Linked DNA regions of Mus musculus: all the other regions are linked to region 1. The links are chromatin contacts, called in public HiCAR-type and promoter capture Hi-C maps. All regions are on one chromosome and are shown on one strand. The core of a region is the stretch at or near the end of the contact, and the rest is flanking DNA. Distances in the headings are between cores, read along the strand shown. Region 1 holds the start of Tgif1 (TGFB-induced factor homeobox 1). Region 2 holds the start of Zbtb14 (zinc finger and BTB domain containing 14). Region 3 holds the start of A730049N16Rik (a long non-coding RNA gene).

Region 1 (2,574 bases), core at 30-2,529:
GTCTGTCTCCTCCTGCCGGATCTCCACCGAGGTCACAAAACCAGAACAGCCACAAAGCCGAAACTGGAGACAGACACCGGCGGTGACGTCGCTGCTCAGCTTATTTACGTTTGGGGTTTTTCCCCCCCTCTATGGGGAAAGTCTTCTGTGACATGTGACAGTTGCTTTTCTTTGCTTTTTTTTTTTTTTTTTTTTTTTTTTTTTTTAAACAACCGGGCATAGGTGAAAACTAGACCCAGAAGTGCGGGCGTGCGCGTCTCGAAGTCAGCCATAACAGCATCTGGCTTGTATTTGGGGAGGGGACGATTCTCGATTCTTCGTTCAACTCTTTGGAGCTCCCCTCTCAAGCAAAATAAACCAATAGGAATGAGTGTTTATTTAATGGCTAGTTTCTGTTTGAAATACTGAAGGGTGTCCTCTGGTGGGATATTAGCACACAAAGTAGACACTGTTTACTGAAACAGATGAGCAGTCCCGGCGTAGTCCCCCATCTTTTTAAAAAGGCGCGTGGGGGTGGGGGAGTCGCAGTGGGGCACACGCGCGCTCTGGCCGTCCCCCTAGCCCAGACGTTTAAAGAGCATGTGAGCATGACAAGTGTCTATTCGCAACGTGTTAGATTTCGAAACTGCCTTGCAATCCAATCCGGAACTCAGAGCTTTAGCCCGGGGGAATAGACATTTGCCCACGGTGACTATGTCTGCCTCCCCCCACCCCCACTGTCGCTGTTGGCAGAAGAGTCCACGAGGAGGAGGGTGCGCTGTGCCGCGCCCGCGTGTCAATGGCAGCTGCGCCTTCTGGAAGAAGTTGATTCTTGTCTGGAATACTTTTCCTTCGGTGCCCCACCCCTTGAATCAGAAGCTGCTGCCTCCGGCGGCTGGAGCAGAGACAGTGAAGTTTGGGGCAGCTGTCAAAAACAAGGATGGGGGTGTCTTTTCTTCTCTGGGGTGGACAGAGGAGATGTCCTTAAACCTCTCTCCATCCTTTACAAACTAAATGCACTCTTCGCTAGCCCGGGGAGGAAAGGCCCCAAAAGAGAAACCAGTGTGGCCGCTGAGAGCTGAGGGATGGAGATGGTGCTCTCGCCACGGGCAGGCAGGCATGACCCTGCTTCTGGGTTCCGCCAGCGCGTAGAGGGACGGGTGATCTCGGCCCCCAGGCCCAGGGTTGTGGAGCTGGAAGGTGCGGGGGAGGGGCAGAGGAGCGCGGCGGGGCGGGCGGGGGACGGGGCGGGCGGTTGGGGGCGGAGGCAGGACCTCCTGTACCTTCCCTCTGCTCTCTCACTCTGACAGCGCCGAGGTGCGCCGAGTGGAGCGGGAAACAAAGGAGCTGAGTAGGGAGGGAGGGAATTGGGCCAGGGAGAACCCCCGGCTGGCTGCCAGAAGATCCCGACTGGAGGAAGCCCAAGTGTCACTTGAATTCCAACCCAGAAGCCAGCGCCTGAGACCGGAGCACCTTGTTTAGCAATAGTGGTTGGAACACTCTCTTGTAAGTTACCGGAGCACTAGTATAGGAGGAGGATCATCGACTACCCTCCCGCCACTCCACGGCTGCTGGCTCCTAGAAACCCCAGCTTCACCTCTCACTGGGACTCGAGTTCCAGAATGAAAAGCAAGAAGGGTAAGGTGGCGGCGGGCTGTGAGCGCCCGGGGCACCAGTGCGGGACATGTGCGGGCCGCGCCGGATCGGGAGAACACTGACTTGATGGGACTTTTCGGACCAGTGGCTCCCCGGCTGGATTGGTGGCTGTTCTCTTTGTTGAGGCTGTGTCTCTGATGGCAGTTGGTGTTCTTTTCCTTCTAGACACAACCCGAGGGGCTGTTGTGGGGAGGCTGAGCCGCGCCACGCTGTTGGCACGTTGTCAAGAACCACGCTCAGCGCCTTGTTTGTACGCCTCCAAGTTTCATTGTCTTCCTGACACCCCATGCTCGGCCCAGGCGCCGCGTGGTTTCTAGTGCCGTTTCTGGGGCAGGGCTTTGCGGTTGATGTTCTAGGAGACCCTGGCACCTCGCTTTTCCCTGTGGGGGGTCCTTGGCGAATTCCAGTCGCCTTACCTTTTGTCTAAAAGTTTGTAGTTCCGGGTGTTCTCTCACTCCTCGCCGGATCCTGGCAATGTTTTTTTTTTTTTTTTTTTTAAAGAGATGTGTTTTTCACTATCAAAGGAATGTGATCCGGGACCCCCACACATATCGCCCTAGGGCGAGCATAGCTTTGGAAAGATGGACTTTAAAATTTTTACTAGTTTCTGAAAGTTTTCCCACGATGAATTTAGGACCGCGTGTGCTGTTAGAACACAAGTACCATGCAGTCGAAAACTGTCCAAGTGTGACAAGCAGGCTTGGTTGTAAGTGCAAAAAGCGAGGCTGTCATTGTTTCCACCAAAGCTTTACAACTAAAACTTGCCGTCAGTCTGGTTTAAAAACAAAACACACTGGGGAGGAAGGGGGGAAAAAAAAAACCCAAAAGGTCAAAGACTGTGAAGTCCCTTTTGAAGCTAACTTTGGAGTCCCTGACTGGGAGGTCCCTCGAGTGTTCCAGTCGTGGACTGGAGTTGGCTTTTTTTGTTGTGATTTATGT
Region 2 (2,574 bases), core at 35-2,534, 1.5 Mb after region 1:
CTAAAGAGTGGAGAAATAAGCATGCCACTTTGTCTACTACACAATTACAAACTTGTCTCCAAGACTGCCATGGAGAAATCTTACATTTTTCTCCCTCCATCCCCGGATGCAGGTTCAAAGAATTTTCTTTCGTTCTTAACTCTCACCCAAAGAACTCCACATCCTGCAGCCCAACAGGCTTTGAAGAACAAAAATTTCCTCTACTGACCACCAATCCCACAAGTGCAGTAGAAGCAGGTGGCCGTGTTACAATACAGTCCTACACAATGACTTTGTCCGAGATTCCACCAAAGGGTCGACATCCTGAGAACCCATAACAAGTTCATACTATAGGAATCACAGGGCTCTGAGTTAGCAGGCTTTCCCATGTGCACGGAGTGAGGGCTGGTAAGATAGTTTCTAAGGATGCTCCCTCCAGTCTTCACCTCAGCCTTCCTGGGTTCTAGATGCACCCTGGGCCGGCAGTCAGCCTAAGGGAAGGCATTCCCTGCAGAAATTCCCTCCGTGGCACTTCTGAGGTCATGGACTTGGGAGAAGAGTGGCCCTATGGTAGCTATGGCAACATATCAGCGTGCGTACGCCTTCTCGATTCTGGTGAGTGTGTAATTCTTTTTCAAAGGAGGTCACAGGGCAATCGGCTCGGTTTTTTTTTCCCCCTATAGAGATGTTCCCATTGCTAAGTTCAAATGAGTCAAACCTGAAGATAACCATTGCCAGTATGTGTGTAAGTAGGTGTAGGACAAGACATAGCCCAACACCTATAATACTATAAAGCAGCTCCTTGCTAGCAGCTCCCCAAATCGCGGGAGCGTTAAGGCGTCCTCACCGAGCACAGAGCCAGGCTTTCCCAAAGCAAACTTACATAAGCAGCCGCAGCCGCCTCCTTATTCCGGAGCAGCTGCGACAATGGCGGCCACACCACTTCCCTGTTGCGACCGCACAACTTGGGAGTGGGGAATCCGGGGCCCCGCGAAAGACATGGGGCGCAGTCCGCGCGTGGGGAGCCCACATTCGCATTTCGCAGCCAATGAGCCGCCGGATGCAGCGAGCCCTCAGCATTCTCTCCTAAACAAAAGCTCCCCTGAGCTGTGCCCGCCAGCGACGGGCCACCTTCCCTTCCACCATCCTCCACTTCTCCAGGTCGCGGCGCGGGCGCGAGGCTCTCTTCCTTGGCCCGCAGCAGCCCCGGCGGCGCGACGAGCTCGGGAGCGGGCATGCGGCCGGTTCCGCAGCCCCGCGCCGCGCCGCGCCCTGCTCCGCCCGCGAGCCCCGAGCTCGCGCCCCGCGCACTCCGCGGCCTGCGCGTCTGGTCCTCCCGCGCCCTCCCGCGGCCAAGGGCGGGGGCGGCGCGCGGCCGGCTCCCCGGAGCTCGGCGGACGCAGGCGGGGGAGCGTGCGCGGGGGGTCCCGTCGGCTCCGGGGGAAACCACAGCTGCGAGGGGCGGCGCCCCGCGGGCCGCGCTCGGGCCCGGCTCGGCCGTCCCCACCCCCACCGCGGTGCACTGCGGCGCGGAGAGCCAGGCGGCCATGAACTCGGCCGCGGAGAGAGAGCGCGCGCGCGGGGCCGCCGCCTGGCCTCTTCCCCACCCGCTCGCTGGCCTGCGCAGCCACCGGGGACGCCCGGCCCCCCACGCCCAACCGCGGCCCACGCCCCGATCCCGCTCGCACCGCGCTGCGCCGCCACATCCTGCAGCTGGCTGCTGCCCCGGAGCTCGGCGGGAACGCGCCTCCTCGCAGCCGCCCCGGCCGCGCCCGCCGCCGGCTGCCCCCGCGTCCCCGCGCCCGTCCCCGGCCCTTCCAGCACCCGGCCCGCGCTTACCTGCAGCTTGGCACCGCTACAGACGCTCGCTGTCGCTGTGGGCTCCCTCGCTCGGCAGCGCGCAAGCCAGGGACGGGATGGACGCGGGGGCACGGTGGGTGGCAGTGTTTTGGATTTTTTTTTAATTTTTTTTTTTCTGAGTTTGGGGAGGGGGTGGGGTAGGGGGGGAATCGTGCACGTCCCTGGTGGTGGCAGCCCTCCTCCTGCACGAGCACACACTAGCCAACCCGCCGCGAACACCCCCACCACCCCCCTCCCCGTGCATGCGCGGTGCGGGCTCCGGGGTAGTGGGGGGGAGAGAAGGCGCGCCGCCGCTTGCGCAGGCACGGAACTGGCTGGGGCCTCCCTCGTGAGCGAGCGAGGAAAGGGTTAATCTGGGACCTGACGGGTGGTTGCTTTCCCTGGGTCTACGGGGCCGCCCGCGGAGAGCCCTGGCCTGCGCACGCGCGCGCACGCGCGCGGCAAGGGGCGCGCGGAGCCCGCGCGCGGGAGAAGGGGGTGGGCGGGGTCGGGGCGGGGCTTCTGCCGGCCAGGGGAGCGAATGCACGAGCTCCTTTCTCGAGCACCCGCCCCCTCCTGGAGCTCCCGACTCCAGGGCTCCCGCCGGCGCCCGGCCTCGGCACTGCGTCGGGAACGCGGGGAGCCTGCGCTCCCGTGCGTGTGCGTGTGCATGTGCGTGGGCCATGTCTGCCCCTGGGCGCGCACGGTTCGGGCGCTGAGCTCGGCCTGGCTTTTGGGCAGGTGTCCCGGTGCACC
Region 3 (2,574 bases), core at 30-2,529, 1.4 Mb after region 1:
CTCAGAGAGGCTCTACCAGCAGCTGATTGAGACAGCTGCAGATCCTTACAGCCAACCATTGGAATGAGGTCAATGACCCCTATGGAAGAGTTAGGGGAAGGACTGAAGGAACTGAAGGGATGGCAACCCCACAGGAAGAACAACAGACTCACTAACACAGACCCCTGAGAGCTCCCAGAGACTAAGCCATCAACCAAAGAGCATGCATAGGCTGGTCTGAGGCCCCCAGCACATATGTAGCAGAAGGCTGCCTTTTCCAACCTCAGTGGGAGAGGGTACACCTAATCCTATAGAGACTTGATGCCCCAGGTAGGGGAGATGGGTCAACGGGTCAGAGCCACACAGACTATTGACCAACTCACACTCCACATAATCTTTTCTAGGTCAATTTTATATCTATGTTCATTATAAACTTGGAGCACAGACGATGTTTCAGAAAGTGAAACTGCTCCTATAGAAATAATAGGAATGTATTATTTCTCATAGTTCATTTACCCAAACCCAAAGCGGCTCATGATACGAGGGAAATGCCTTTCTATGTGTACCGATTCATGAGCCATTGTCTGGAGTGTTGTAACTATGGGAGTTTGTACATGTGCAAGGGCAGAGGGCACATAAGATATCTGTGTGCTTCTGATTTTGTTGTGCACCTAAAATTTCTCTAAAAAAAAAACAATAAGTTCTTTATTTTTGTTATTTCTAAATGTGTTGGGTGTCTGATGGCAGAGCATTGTGCAAGCACTCACTTGAGTGGACTCTGGTGAGGGTGGAGGTCAGAGAGGGGTCTGTCCTTCCCTTCTATACTGAGGAAGTATCTTGTCCACCCCTACATTCCCCCTGACAAACCATCCCACTCCCCTTCTGGGAATCCTCTCGTCTCTGGTCCCATCTCCCAGGAGGTGCTCCTGTCACATATGTGGCTTTTAGGTAGGTCCTGAGTATCGGAACTCCAGTCTTTAAGTGTAGGGGGCAAGTACTTTATCCACTGAACCGTCTTCCCTGTCCAAACACGAATGAAATCTTAGAAGAAAAGGACACAAAAAGCAACTGTTATAAAGGGAGGAAATGTTCTGAGAAGGAATCACGGAGTTTGGGTGGCGGTTTGAAGGGAAGACTTAAGAGAGAGAACAAATTTTGCACTGAAAGGAGCTGGAGCAGGGCAAGTGTTCATGAAAGTGTTATGCCAGAGGTGTTTAAATGTTGCATTTTCTGAGCATGCGGAGATCGAGAAACTCAACCAAAAGTGGGTTATGAGTCCAGAGAGCTCCCAAAACTCCTGAGTACAAGGCTTCTAACGGAGTTTAGCAGAAATCTGGGTTTCTCCCTTTCACACCATTCCTTCCAACTTCTACTTTCCCGGCGAGCCACGGGGATGTGGCTTTCTATCTGTCCAGCAGCTCAGCTTGCAATGCTTTGGGCGAGATAAAACTTCCTGCCCCTTGTCTGAATCTGCAGGATTGGGGCAGTTGAAGGCAGATGGCTCCCGGCAACCGTCCCTGCAGAGCCTTAAGCACACACTGAAGAGCATGGTACCCGGCCCGGAGGATGGACGGTGGAGCGAGGTTCGGGTGGGCAAAAAAGCCAGACACGGAGTGGCCTCGCTCCGGGGCAACCGGACATAACTGGAATAGAAACCTGGGTGGACTGTGCAGCCAGACAGCGCCGCCCCACCTCCGCTCACGCAGCCTCTGCCGCCCCCTGCCGGCTGCAGCTGGAGTTGCCGAAGCCACGAAGACCCCACTCCACCCCAACCCCAAGCCCAGGGCTGAGCTGAGAGTCCTGACCCCTGTTTCTGATTTACCAAACCCACTTAAACTGCTCCAAGGACCGTGCTTGCTAGCCCATTTACTTAAAAAATGGACTTACAGGTCCTGCTTGGAGTTCGGAAGCAAACCAGAGACTTCCTGCTCAAAGATTTTAATTACTTGAGCACAATGCTGAAGATCTAAATACTTAACAAAATATTTTGATCTCCTAGGCAATATTAACCAGTTACTGGCTCTTCTCACCCACCGGGACAGTGGGAGAAATCAGTGTAAGTATAAATAGTATGAAAGATTTTAAACGAACTCTTTAAAAGCACCCTCTCATACAGACAACATCTTCTGCTACGGGAAGAGTCAAAGACCCGGAAATGACTAGCCATCGCAAAGTATGGTTCTAGATCAGTTTAACCAATCAGCTCTCACAGGTCACTCATGGTCTCCGAAGGAAAAGTAGCCAGAAGGGTAAGTAGAGGAAGATGTATGCCATTTCTTTGAACAAGTAGGTTCCGAACACTTGGAGACAATCCTTTTATAATGTCAAAATATCTCATGTGTTCTCCTTATATGCTAATGAAACAGGATATGGATTCAGTCACGCTTAGATGAATTTAGATAGTGAAAACTCATGCATGAAAATATTCAGGAGAAGCTGTATTCCAGCTATGGAAATTCATAACACAAACATGGCGTGCTGGTTTGAATGAAATACTCCCCCCCCTCCTTGGGCTTATATATTAGAAAGTTAGATACACAGTACTTGGAAGTACTTGGATACACAGTACTTGGAAGTACTTGGATACACAGTACT

What was found. Promoter capture Hi-C pulls out the DNA fragments that hold promoters and counts their contacts. HiCAR-type assays count read pairs that join an accessible place to other places.
Region 2: a contact with region 1 is called in a promoter capture Hi-C map of embryonic stem cells, with 3 times the contacts expected there. The contact joins the promoter of Zbtb14 here to the promoter of Tgif1 in region 1. A contact is called at or near these places in 5 of 39 promoter capture datasets (embryonic stem cells, hippocampal neurons, liver and 1 more), 1 of 484 Hi-C or Micro-C datasets (liver), 6 of 115 datasets of contacts at active chromatin or transcription factors (astrocytes, embryonic forebrain, large pre-B cells and 3 more) and 1 of 9 other capture datasets (liver).
Region 3: a contact with region 1 is called in a HiCAR-type map of astrocytes, with 4 times the contacts expected there. The contact joins the promoter of A730049N16Rik here to the promoter of Tgif1 in region 1. A contact is called at or near these places in 3 of 39 promoter capture datasets (embryonic stem cells, hippocampal neurons and liver) and 2 of 115 datasets of contacts at active chromatin or transcription factors (astrocytes and embryonic forebrain).

The regions. Positions count from the first base shown.
Region 1 is chr17:70,849,915-70,852,488 of GRCm38.p6, reverse strand. Tgif1 (TGFB-induced factor homeobox 1) reads left to right here and starts at 1,279. Exons shown (of 3, transcript NM_009372.3): 1 at 1,279-1,617. The coding sequence starts at 1,602.
Region 2 is chr17:69,382,514-69,385,087 of GRCm38.p6, reverse strand. Zbtb14 (zinc finger and BTB domain containing 14) reads right to left here and starts at 1,284. Exons shown (of 3, transcript NM_009547.3): 1 at 863-1,284. It overlaps Gm49894 (transcription initiation factor TFIID subunit 4-like), which reads left to right and starts at 907. Exons shown (of 3, transcript XM_030250167.1): 1 at 907-988; 2 at 1,077-1,912. The coding sequence starts at 907.
Region 3 is chr17:69,474,619-69,477,192 of GRCm38.p6, reverse strand. A730049N16Rik (a long non-coding RNA gene) reads left to right here and starts at 1,279. Exons shown (of 2, transcript XR_876920.3): 1 at 1,279-2,228. The region is part of intron 1 of Akain1 (A kinase (PRKA) anchor inhibitor 1); the gene reads right to left.